Linked DNA regions of Sus scrofa: regions 2, 3 and 4 are each linked to region 1. Evidence: chromatin contacts called from public Hi-C and HiChIP or PLAC-seq data. All regions are on one chromosome and are shown on one strand. Each heading gives the region's core, a stretch centred on a gene start, on an enhancer-like site or on the middle of the called end of the contact. The rest is flanking DNA. Distances are from core to core; before and after follow the strand shown. Region 1 has its middle 70 kb from the start of EEPD1. Region 2 overlaps EEPD1 (endonuclease/exonuclease/phosphatase family domain-containing protein 1). Region 3 overlaps EEPD1 (endonuclease/exonuclease/phosphatase family domain-containing protein 1). Region 4 overlaps EEPD1 (endonuclease/exonuclease/phosphatase family domain-containing protein 1).

Region 1 (2,700 bases), core at 183-2,682:
CTGTTCTCCAAGTCAATGAGTTTCTTCTTCTTTTTTAAACAAACTTTTGATTTTAGAGCAGTTTTAGAGTTACAGAAAAATTGCAAAGATAATGCAGGGCGTTCCCATATAACCCATACCAGTTTCCTTTATTATTAACCTCTAACACCTTTTAGTACGGTACGTTCGTAACAATTAATGATTGTTTCACTCTTAGTAGCCATGCTTTGTTCCAATTTCCTTAGCTTTTACCTAACGTCCTTTTTCTGTTCCAGGATCCCATCTAGGACATCATGTGACATGTAGCTGTCCTGTCTTCTTAGGGTCCTCTTAGCCCTGACGGTTGACCTTGACTTTTTAGCAAGTGAATCCAGATACTTCTGGCAAGAGGAAGATGCATTCTTGAGATACACAGACACATGTCGTTGAGAAAGCTCACAGCCAGAGGCAGAACTAGAGCTACAGGGAAGGGATGTTTTTAACTTTGTGCTCAAGAGTCCCAGGAGCAAAGGGAGGGGAAAGTAGGATTTCTCTTCAGGTTAGAGGAGAGAAGGGAGGCCCCCATCATTAAGAAGGACCCCCCTCCCCGCCCCTGGCCAACCTGAACAGGTTTCCTCTGGCCAAAGAGAAACCATTTGAATTTCAGGAGTTCCCATTGTGGCTCAGTGGAAACAAACCTGACTAGTATCCATGAGGATGAAGGTTTGATCCCTGGCCTTGCTCAGTGGGTTAAGGATCCAGTGTTGCTGTGAACTGTGGTGTAGGTTGCAGACGCAGCTGGGATCCCCATTGCTGTGGCTGTGGTGTAGGCTGGCAGCTACAGCTCTGATTTGACCCCTAGCCTGGGAACCTCTATATGCCTCGGTTGTGTCCCTAAAAAGACAAAAAAAAAAAAAAAAAAGAAGAAGAAGAAGAGTTCAGATAGATTGAAACTCATCTAACATTCTCTGAGTTCATAATATTTTTTTAAAAGTACGTGATCACCTGGAGCGTATGATATTAGCTTGAAGAGAGCTACATAAAGGAGAGAAGGAAACGTTTATTTGCTTTTCCTGTACAGGGGATACCACCAGGTAACCAAAGTGTAGATGTGGAAAGTGTCTCTTCCTGCAATATCACAACAATTACATAAAAAAGAAATTATAGAATTAGACTGTCACTGCTTTTCAGTCCCTAACGGATGCATGGACACTTATCACGAACATCCATGAAAAGGAGGGAGAGAGAAAGACAGTGAGGAGGAGGAGAAAGGGGGAGGGGAGAGGGAGGGGAGGGGGGGAAGAAGGGGGCAAAACCCAGACATTATGTGCCTTCTGATGAAAGAACACACCACTGCCTACAGCCTTGCCAAATGGATTGGAAATGAGACTGATGAAACCTCTGATGTCAGCTGCCAACGTTCAGGAAATACGGTGCACAGAGGAACTCACTGAACGGCACCACGAGTGCAATCAGCAAAATCCCCACCAGGAGACGCTCTGTGGGGACGTGTCCCTCTGTCCTCGAGGGTGGGACTGTGAATCTGATGGGACCTAAAAGATGAAACCAATGTTTTCCAACGGCGCGATGAAACTCTAGAGCCGAGGAAGGCACGATCAGGCGATAGAACCATAAAGAAACACAGGAAATGGTAATTTCGTCAGGAGAGTGTTTGTTTTTAAGGGAAAGGAAGGAGTTGAGAGGATGTGGGGGGCTTCTGGGGTGACTGGCGAAGCTCTGGTCATGATGGGAGTGGTGATTAAGAACTGCTCATCTTGGAACTCGCAAAGCCATACATTTATTTTATGTGGTTTCCCACGTGTCTCTTGTGATTTTTGGAAAGGAGCGGGGAGAAGAGAGAGAGAATCATACGGCCATCCCTCTCTCCCAGATTTTTCCTTTTCAAGGTCCTGAATGGTTTCTTGAGTCTTCTGAGAAGAGTTCATTATTGGCAGGATACCTTTAACACAGAGTGCACAGTATTGCATGCCTTCTATTACAAAGTGCTGACTCCAAGCATGGTGAGTTACAAAGAAAATAGCAGCCAAGGTCTCTCCGCTGCCTCTGACAGACAGCATGGCCTGCTAACTCTGGGACGAACGCACATTCTGAGATGTCACACTTTTTCCTCAGGCCTCTCTGTCTTCTTCATGCCCAGATCTCAGAAACTGGATGCTAACTGCATTACAAAATGCCATAGCTAGGAAGGACCTCAGAATCCAGCCAGCCCAGTGTTATCGAAATACGCCCCCAGTAGGCATCAGCATCTCAGGGGCTCAGTGAGACTGTGGACCGGGGCCCACTTCAGACTTGCGGAAGGAGGGCTGGGCACGACTTGACCCAAGCTAGAGACTGACACCTCTGGAAGAGTGACCCCCTCTTTCATCAGAGGAGGAAATAGAATCTCAGAGAAGAGGAGCAGCTTGCCAAATTGTTGGGCAGCAAATGGGCAACCAACCAGGACTGGAACCCCATTCTCCTCTTCCTGCTTCCATGCTCATCTCAGGTTGTTCAATCTTCCCCTCCCGCCCTCCAACATATAAGCCCCAGGAGACAGGATTTTGAGTCAAACAGATGGAGGTCCCCTGCCTGCGTGGTGCTTACCCTCTAACAGGAGAGACAGACATTGCTTTTAAAAATTCACATGATATGTAAGCACAGACTGTGCTGTGCTCTGAGAGAAAAGCACAGCGGCTCATCACCACCCCCCCCCCCATCCAGAGGGTCAGGGCTGACTCTGTG
Region 2 (2,700 bases), core at 127-2,626, 150 kb before region 1:
CCCTGGGTCCTCTGCAGCCTGCACACCCCTGAGAGTTCCTGTGGACACACCCCCCCCTCAGTCCACGTTTTCTGTCTCCGCCAGACCAAGAGGTGCTCAGGGAGACAGACGCCACATGCCCGCGTCTGTTTCGCTACAAGAAAACCCGGGTTTCGGTTCTCCGGCACCTGGAGCAGGGATGGACCCTCTGCATCCGCTCCCACCCCCGGCATACACAGAGACAGAAGGCCTGTTAATGCTGACACCCAGGATAAACAAGACGATGGAAGACAGGCAGCAGCCACACTGAAGGGAGCTCTGGAAGGGAGCCCAGTCCACTGGGGTTGGTCCTGGTTCTACCAATGCAACTGCTAGGGGCCCTGGGCAAGGAGGATCCTTCCACACCTCTGGCCTCTGTGCCCTGTCTGCAAAATGACAGATGACAGGGTTGGAGTCAATGGCTTCAAGAGCTGCCCTCAACTCTGACATTCTGGGATCCTATATATACCATTCAAATGTATTTTTATAACTTTATCTCCCTCGGTATGCAGTGTGATTTAGACACAACATAAGCACAAAATAAATTAACAGGCAGTCCAAATCACAGTGAAAACACCTCCAGCAGTCTGTAATAACAGAGCTTACGTATGTACATGTGTGTGTGTTCAGAAAGCACTACCACCAATTACAGATACAAGCACTCAGCATCCTTAGGTTATTCATACACATCTACCTAACAATTATTCACCTCCTATTTCCTCCCCCAAATCCACAGGAAGCTACTAACTTCTAATTCCAATGTTGGCCACCACTAGGGTTCAGCTGGCAGAGTCCCTGATTAGCCACCAAGTGCAAACATCCAGTTCAATTTGTCTAGTCTCAGGCTTGCTGGTGAAGTGTACAGACACTTTTATCTCACTTGGAAAGGCCTCAGCAATCATCTGCATGACTTGCAGGAAAACTAGACGAAGAGTAAATTCTAGGGAAACATCTAGCAGCAGCAGGCACGAAGACTGGCAGGCATTTTGTCCAAGTCAAATGGGGGCGGGTGTAAGACAGGCCAATGACCCTGAGTCGGCATCCTGAGCCTCCAGGAGGCTGGGTTCACACAGGCAGCTCTTCCAGCGGGCTTGAGCCTCGGGTGGGGTCAGCTGGTGCTCTGCCCTCTGGCCCTTCCAGGGCGAGGGTGACCTCCAGCTGGAGAGAACAGCCAAACTATTGTTTGCAGCTTTGCAGGAAGCTGTTTGAAAGGGTCATTGAAAAATGATCTTACTAAATCAAGCTGTACCAATATTTTTATTTCCTTTCATGTGATGACACATTTAAGGCATTAGATGGGCCTGTTTATAAAGCCTGGGAAACAAGTCTGTGTGACTTAAGTTCAGAAAAACAAGAGCGTCCTGCTCTTAAAGCATGGAGCAGAGGGAGTGCGCCGTGGCCTGCACCTGTCTCAGAGCATGTACTCGCTCTCGGCGACTCAGGGACGTTTGGCCCCAAAAAAAAGCACATCAGATCCAAAACACTTTTGCAAAGAAATGTCACCTGTTCCGACAGCTGTGCATATTAAACCACCCCCTCAAGGTTCTAACATATTTTTAGAATAAGAAGCAATTATTTTTACAACTTATTTTTTAAATAAAGGACAAATCACTGTCACTCATCTGGGAAACTGCTTTACGTAGTGTTAGTGGAGAAGAGAAATAAACTCACTTGACCTCCCAGGTGTCCCCTGTCTTCACCCCCCAGATCTGCCGCATCTGAATTAAGACAGAGCCTGCCTTTGAAGAGGTAAAAACTGGGACCCTATGGACCTACATATGGGGTCAGTGGGCAGGCGTCCACCGTTCTCCTCTCCCCAGAGAGTGTGTTTTTAGGGCGAGTCAGGCAGATGAAACATGGAAGCCCTCATCTGGTAAGGATCACGGGAGCAAGGAGCAGAGAAAAAAACATCAGAAAACAGAGTATGAAAAGGAGACTTTCCCCTCTTCACCATGTCATCAGGGATCAACTATGAAACCCAAGACTTTTGGAGACTTTCAGAGGAAGGAACCATAGAAAGAATAGATAGTTTCACGGATAAGGGAAGGGGTCTTGGCCTTCGAGATAGGCCCTCTGCCAGGTCCAACAGTCAAAGAGAGGCGAGGTTGGGAGGGGACCCGGCCCCCCCTTCAACAAAGCCTCCCTACACTGCTCTGTGCGCTGCAGAAACCCAGCAAGTCTGGCGCTTCCAAAAACGGGCAGGCTCCCTACCTAAAACCAGGAAAAGCACAATCAGGCCAATGGCTGGTAATTTTGACCGCTAAGCTCATAATGACAATGTCTAATGCTAAGGAGGAAAAGCCCTGAGTCGTACTGTCTAAGAGACCCGCAAACACTGCTGCTGTTTTTTAGCCTTTTATATTCTGTTTGACATAATTTAAACATGTTATGGGTCAGACTTAACCCTACAAGGAGCCGCGAGGGAAAGGATCCCTTCCAAACAGCTTCCATCTTACAAGAGAAAGGCATGGGCAGGCCCCCGCTGTCGGAACCGTCCGTCTGCAAGTGACCCGTCCCACGGTGGCAGGATCTCAGTTCAGCAGTTGCCAGGCATGGCGCTAAGCCCCTCACATCGACTGTCTACTTAGCCCTCTCGGTGCTTTCGTGACTTTCAGGTTTTAAAGATTCCCACTTTACAGACGGGGAAGGAAAAGCACAGAGAGGGTTAATAACCCAAGATAA
Region 3 (2,700 bases), core at 142-2,641, 130 kb before region 1:
TAGAGGCTCTGGACAGGAAGCTGTTTAAAGCGGCAATTATGAGGGCATATTTCACAGGAATCTTTTTTTTTTTTTTTTCAAAGAAGTAATTAACAAAGCACATATGTATTGCAGAAAATTTAGAAAAAAAAAAAAGGAGAGAACAAAAAGAAACATTAATCATGATCCTGCTACCTCGGAATTACCATTACCACGTTGATGTGTATCTTTTTAGACTTAAAAATGCGAATACATAGAGTTTATAAAATTGGAGTCATATTGTATATGCTGGTTCTAGTATTTAAAAATTGTGATTAAGTTATAAGTTATTGCCATTATTATTGACATGATACCATGTCGTTAAGTATTATTTGATATAATTTTATTTTTTATTTATTTACTTTTTTTAGGGCCGCACCAGCAGCATATAGAGGTTCCCAGGCTAGGGGTCCAATCAGAGCTACAGCTACCGGTCTACACCACAGCCACAACATCAGATCTGAGCTGTGTCTGTGACCTACACCACAGCTCACGGCAACTGCCAGATCCTTAACCCACTGAGCAAGGCTAGGGATCAAACCTGCAACCTCACGGTTCCTAGTCGGATTCGTTTCCGCTGAGCCACGATGGGAACTCTTATTTGATGTAATTTTAATGAAAATAGATAGATAGATAGATAGATAGATAGATACATACATACATACATACATACAGATACACACAAATTTAGATGTATGCTTTTTAGACATCAAGGCTCTAATTTTTCACTGCTAAAATTATCATTCTGGTGAAAAACTTTGAACATACTACTTTCTGCATAATTTTGTTCCAAACAAAAAATTTCCAGGAGGTTGAGGGCTATATGCATTTTTAAGATTGTAAATAACTTTTGCAAAACTACTTTGCAGATTTAGGCTTCCACGGGCAGTTCTACAGCCCACCCCCTTGCCCTGTGTAATTTCTGTAAATCCTCCCTAATCTAATATGTGGAAGAGGTGTTATCATGCTATTCAAATTTACATTTATTTGACCACTAGAGAAATGGAACATTTTATTGGCAATTTTCAACTCTAGTTGAAGTACCAGCAGTTGGTTGGGGCCACCAAGCTTTCATCTGCGGGGAATCCCAAGGTGTACCAGGAGCTCAGTGACCCAGCGAGGGTGGTGGCTGGTGGGCCAGGGCTGGTTTTTGTTAAGCAGCAGCATCTCACCATGTTTTCAAAGCTACAGGTCCCAGACGCCAGGGCTATGAATTCCAGCTGCTATGTGTGAAACCTTATCCTCCAGTCTGTAACCCCTCAGGTCCTTCCCTGACTTCAATTTCAAACAGCGAATGCAGGGAGGCCCAGGAGGTCCCCCCTTCCCCACCGCCTTGACCAGCTGGCTCAGAAACTCGTGTTCAGAGTCAGGCCAGGAAAGCTGCCCAGGATCCAAGCAGAAACTGCTGACCCACCATAACATGGAAGACACCTCTGGGAGACAGGAGCCTCTAACTTTATCAGCCCAATTCTCTAACCTTAAGAACTCCAAAATAGGTTTTGAGGTGACAGCTTCATCGTCTTCCAGGAAGCAGGCGAGAAGAAAACCGCCATCCTAGCTCTTGGAAGCTCCTGCATTTATAAATGTCTCCGGAGCAAGTTAATTTCCAACAACTGCTTGCTTGGTGTTTTGGGAGTTAGGGCAGTGGTTATGGAGCTTTAGAGAGTGTGGTTAGAACAAGCTGAGGAGCCCCACCCCAGGGTCTTCTATTTAAATAGGAATTTGCATTTCTAATGAGTTCCAGGGAGAGGCAGGGAACCACAACTTGAGAACCAGTGAGAAGCACACTTTGAGAAACAGGGATAACTGAGAACGCTCCTTTATGAAGATTCTGGCACAGCCACCTTTACATGGCACACATCTAAGATCTCCCTGACCACACTCGGCAAGAAGGACTCGGAGGGGAATCCAGGATCTGAGGATACCGAGGGCCAGCTGCATTCATTGCACGAGGGCATTTAATATAAGAGACTGGATAAGCCTTTTTAAACTAATCCTTATCCTCCCAGTCATTTCTTCACTACTCACTACCCCAGCCCAAACCCCGCTGTGTCTTGTAAATTCTTTGTTTTTGTTTATTTGTATTAGTTCTTTGTCTAAACAATAAAAAACCTTCCTGCTTTGGTTACTTCTTCAGGTCTTTATTTTCTTGTGAAAGCTCCCATGTACATAAAAATTCAATAGAATACGGATGCTTTTCTCCTACGGGAAAAAAATACATGAGATTTGACCATGCTCGAATTTTGGTATCCATGGGGCTTCTGGAACCAATGCCCTGTGGACACCGAGGCATAACTGGATTTGTTCCATCTTCTTTACTTCCCTTCCCCTGAGAAGACCTTCCAGTCCTCTATCCAAGGCCAGAGGGCCCAGCTTTGCTCTTGAAGGACTGACCACATTCTCTTCCCCCCAGGACCTGCTTCCGCCCTTACTCTAAAGTGCTTTCTCCATTGATCTTTCTCCACCTCTTACCACTGCCTGGCACTGGTCCCTGCTCTGTCCTTGAAATTCTCCTCCGGAAACTCTCCCGGACCCCCCACACCTTCTCTGCATCTTTCGGATCCATTTACCTCCCTGGGTCGCATGCTGCTGGCTTTCATGTCCTCATCTTGCCGGCAAACCTGTGCCGCACAACCCTGATTAACCACAGTGGACCAGACAGACCCTGCCCAGCTCTCGTGC
Region 4 (2,700 bases), core at 147-2,646, 190 kb before region 1:
GGTGACCCCGCTGCTGTTCCGAGGGCCCTCCTTCCTGCTGCCGTCCTTCTCCGTGTAAAACTCGGCGAGCACGGGGCAGTGTTCCGAAGCCACTCCGCCCCAGGACCAGTTGTCTGGAATCCAAGGGTTCGTGAGGCCTTCTCTCACGACAGCCCAGTGACCTGGAGGCAGAGGGGAGAGGGACCCAGAGGTCAGGCTGGGGGCTGGGAGGTCATAGGCCAGCCGGCAGCGGTGGGGTGGGCTCCCCGACAAGACCCCCCCAGCCATCCTGTCTGCCTGTGCAAACTGTCTCAGCTCAGAACGAGGTCTGTCCAGGACACACTTGCCTTCCCCCGCTGCAGATCAGTGAGTGCCTTTCATTATTTTTCACACCCTCCTTCACTCTTAAAGTGGCTCTGTTTGAATACAGCCACCTAAAAGTTAACCCCAAAAGAGGCCCACAGAGGAGGGAAATTCGCTTGTGGCTTTTATTCAGACCAAATGATCTGAAAGCATCAGTTCAGACGGGTGTCTCTTACTGGTTTCTGAACAGCACTTATGCTTTACCTGTGAAAACCTTCTTTAAGCTTTTACTGATCCAGATGTTGTCCAGCGTCTTCGAGCCTTGAGGATTCTTGGTGCTGATGTTGGTGAAGGTGTGCGCGGGGATCAGGGGGTGGAATTTCTCCTTCCTCAAGATGTCGTAGTCACTGCTGTCTGGCCCCTGGCCGAAATCCCCTAAGACGATCACATCTTTTTCTCCTGGAAGTAGAAGAAAGAAAGTCAGGAATGAATGAGGTGAAATAAACCAACACTGATCACAGCTCCTTTGAGCGGGAGGAGGACTCTCATTTGACTCCCCAAAGTTATTCTCCCAATTTTTCCAAATTCCTTGCGCAAAACCCCGCCTCTTCCCTGCAACTTTAAGGGTAGGTCAGTGACACATCTGGAGATGTGATGCAGAGATCACTGTTGTTCTGGATCATGGGTTCCAAATCTCACAGCATAGAAGGCTTAAAAGTCACACTTAGATATTTAACAAAAGCTCAACAAACACTTAAGGAGCACAGAGGAGACCTCATGGAGATGCAGGGAGAAGTCGGCCTCTACAAGTCAAGGAGAAGAAACCAACCCCGCCCACACCTTGATCATGGACCTTCCAGCCTCTGGAACTGTGAGAAAGCAAGTGTCTGTTGTCGAAGCCACCCAGTCTGTGGCATTTTGTCATGGTGGCCCGAGGAGACTCAGACAAAGTGGAAAGCTTTTCTTTTTAAAGTATTTCAACATTTCTGTCAGAGTTTGATTTACTAGAGTAAGTGAGATAGTTGTGAAGTCTTTTCCAAAGTGAGTAGATCATTCAGGAAGGCCAGATGGCCTAGCTACATTCCCTGGGATTCCCACTGACGGCCCAACTGGACCGTCACTTCCTGTCTCGAGGTTCCCTTCAGTGGAGCCAGGTTACCGCAGGGAACGGCATTCTTGTCACACCCTTCAAGGGAAGCTTTAAGGAAAGCAGTTCATAAACGAGGGCCAAATGCATCTGAGACCCTCAGCAAATCTTTTTCCTTGATGCAAATGTGCTTCAGTAATAATGGCTGGAGAAAGAAATTGAAAGGGAAATAACACAAAGCTACCAGCAGAGGGCACTCGTGCCCTGCCCGTGACCGCCTCCTCCAGGGGGCGCGAGGGACAGAAGCCTTTTCCGCAGTCACAGTGTGACCCACAGAGATGTAATCCCTCCTGCTAGATCACAGCTACCTTGGCACCCAGAGCAGGGCAAGCCCAACCAAGCTGTCTTGAGAAATCAGTGCCAACTTCCCACAGGAAAGCCAACTAGAGAATATTACTACTGACAAGTTACACGTGGCCAGGGCTCATGACCCTCTGCTGAGCCCTCGCAGGGTATCAGGCCCTGAGAGGTGGAAGGGTTTGCTCACATCCCCCAGGCAGCTCTCAAACCCAGGGCTCTTAACAAAGAGCGAGAACAGAAAAGCCCCCCATGCCTGGAGCAGAGCCTGCTGCCTGGCAGACCCTCGATCCACACGTGTGGAATAAATGGTGACAGAGAGACGAGAAAAACCTCAGATTTAAAGTGCAGGGTATTTTTGAAAAGAAAGAAGAGAAAGATGCTACATTTACTGAATATCACGGAAAACGGATATTAAGAAAGATGGAGGCAGAAGGTTCCCACGTAGAGCTTTTTTCACGGGGATGCAAGCCTATAAAGTTTGGACTGGAAAAGACAATTCCGAAACCAGGAGAGACGCTGGTGCCAAGGACCAATAAACTCAGCTCTGTGTAATGTCAGGGATGACAACACAGCTCTTTTTTTTTTCTTTGTCTTTTGTCTTCTTAGGGCCGCACCCTCGGCATATGGAGGTTCCCAGGCTAGGGGTTGAATCCGAGCTGCAGCTGCCAGCCTATGCCACAGCCACAGCCATGCCTCTGTGCCCTACACCACAGCTCATGGCAACGTCAGATTCTTAACCCAGTGAGTGAGGCCAGGGATCGAACCTGCGTCCTCATGGATGGTAGTCAGATTTGTTTCCACTGAGCCACGATGGGAACTCTGACACAACTCTTTTTGAACTGAATCATCCAGGTTTCTTACAACTCATCTTCTTCCTCTCTCTCTTTTTGTTTTACAGCACACCTGAGGCATACAGAGGTTCCTGGGCTAGGGGCCAAACTGGAGCGTCAGCTGTATGTCTACACCACAGC

The links. A called contact is a pair of places that touch in the nucleus more often than the background predicts. HiChIP or PLAC-seq counts read pairs in DNA pulled down with a chosen protein or histone mark.
Region 2: an H3K27ac HiChIP or PLAC-seq map of skeletal muscle shows a contact between it and region 1. The contact joins two enhancer-like sites. A contact is called at or near these places in 2 of 2 datasets of contacts at active chromatin or transcription factors (alveolar macrophages and skeletal muscle).
Region 3: a Hi-C map of skeletal muscle shows a contact between it and region 1, with 6 times the contacts expected there. The contact joins two enhancer-like sites. A contact is called at or near these places in 1 of 47 Hi-C or Micro-C datasets (skeletal muscle) and 2 of 2 datasets of contacts at active chromatin or transcription factors (alveolar macrophages and skeletal muscle).
Region 4: an H3K27ac HiChIP or PLAC-seq map of alveolar macrophages shows a contact between it and region 1. The contact joins two enhancer-like sites. A contact is called at or near these places in 3 of 47 Hi-C or Micro-C datasets (psoas muscle, retroperitoneal adipose tissue and undifferentiated spermatogonia) and 2 of 2 datasets of contacts at active chromatin or transcription factors (alveolar macrophages and skeletal muscle).

The regions. Positions count from the first base shown.
Region 1 is chr18:38,017,184-38,019,883 of Sscrofa11.1, forward strand. No RefSeq gene overlaps it. Among named protein-coding and RNA genes, the nearest start is that of EEPD1, 70 kb to the left of the region's middle. Within about 2 kb of position 1,433, at least 6 of the 83 cell types and tissues checked have an H3K27ac peak or open chromatin away from gene starts, as enhancers often do. A contact at or near this core is called in alveolar macrophages, retroperitoneal adipose tissue and skeletal muscle, where this site is marked.
Region 2 is chr18:37,862,820-37,865,519 of Sscrofa11.1, forward strand. The region is part of intron 3 of EEPD1 (endonuclease/exonuclease/phosphatase family domain-containing protein 1); the gene reads right to left. Among named protein-coding and RNA genes, the nearest start is that of EEPD1, 85 kb to the right of the region's middle. Within about 2 kb of position 1,377, at least 9 of the 83 cell types and tissues checked have an H3K27ac peak or open chromatin away from gene starts, as enhancers often do. A contact at or near this core is called in skeletal muscle, where this site is marked.
Region 3 is chr18:37,883,835-37,886,534 of Sscrofa11.1, forward strand. The region is part of intron 2 of EEPD1 (endonuclease/exonuclease/phosphatase family domain-containing protein 1); the gene reads right to left. Among named protein-coding and RNA genes, the nearest start is that of EEPD1, 64 kb to the right of the region's middle. Within about 2 kb of position 1,392, at least 4 of the 83 cell types and tissues checked have an H3K27ac peak or open chromatin away from gene starts, as enhancers often do. A contact at or near this core is called in skeletal muscle, where this site is marked.
Region 4 is chr18:37,824,960-37,827,659 of Sscrofa11.1, forward strand. It overlaps EEPD1 (endonuclease/exonuclease/phosphatase family domain-containing protein 1), which reads right to left. Exons shown (of 8, transcript XM_013985720.2): 7 at 547-741; 8 at 1-161. Among named protein-coding and RNA genes, the nearest start is that of KIAA0895, 110 kb to the left of the region's middle. Within about 2 kb of position 1,397, at least 20 of the 83 cell types and tissues checked have an H3K27ac peak or open chromatin away from gene starts, as enhancers often do. A contact at or near this core is called in alveolar macrophages, retroperitoneal adipose tissue and skeletal muscle, where this site is marked.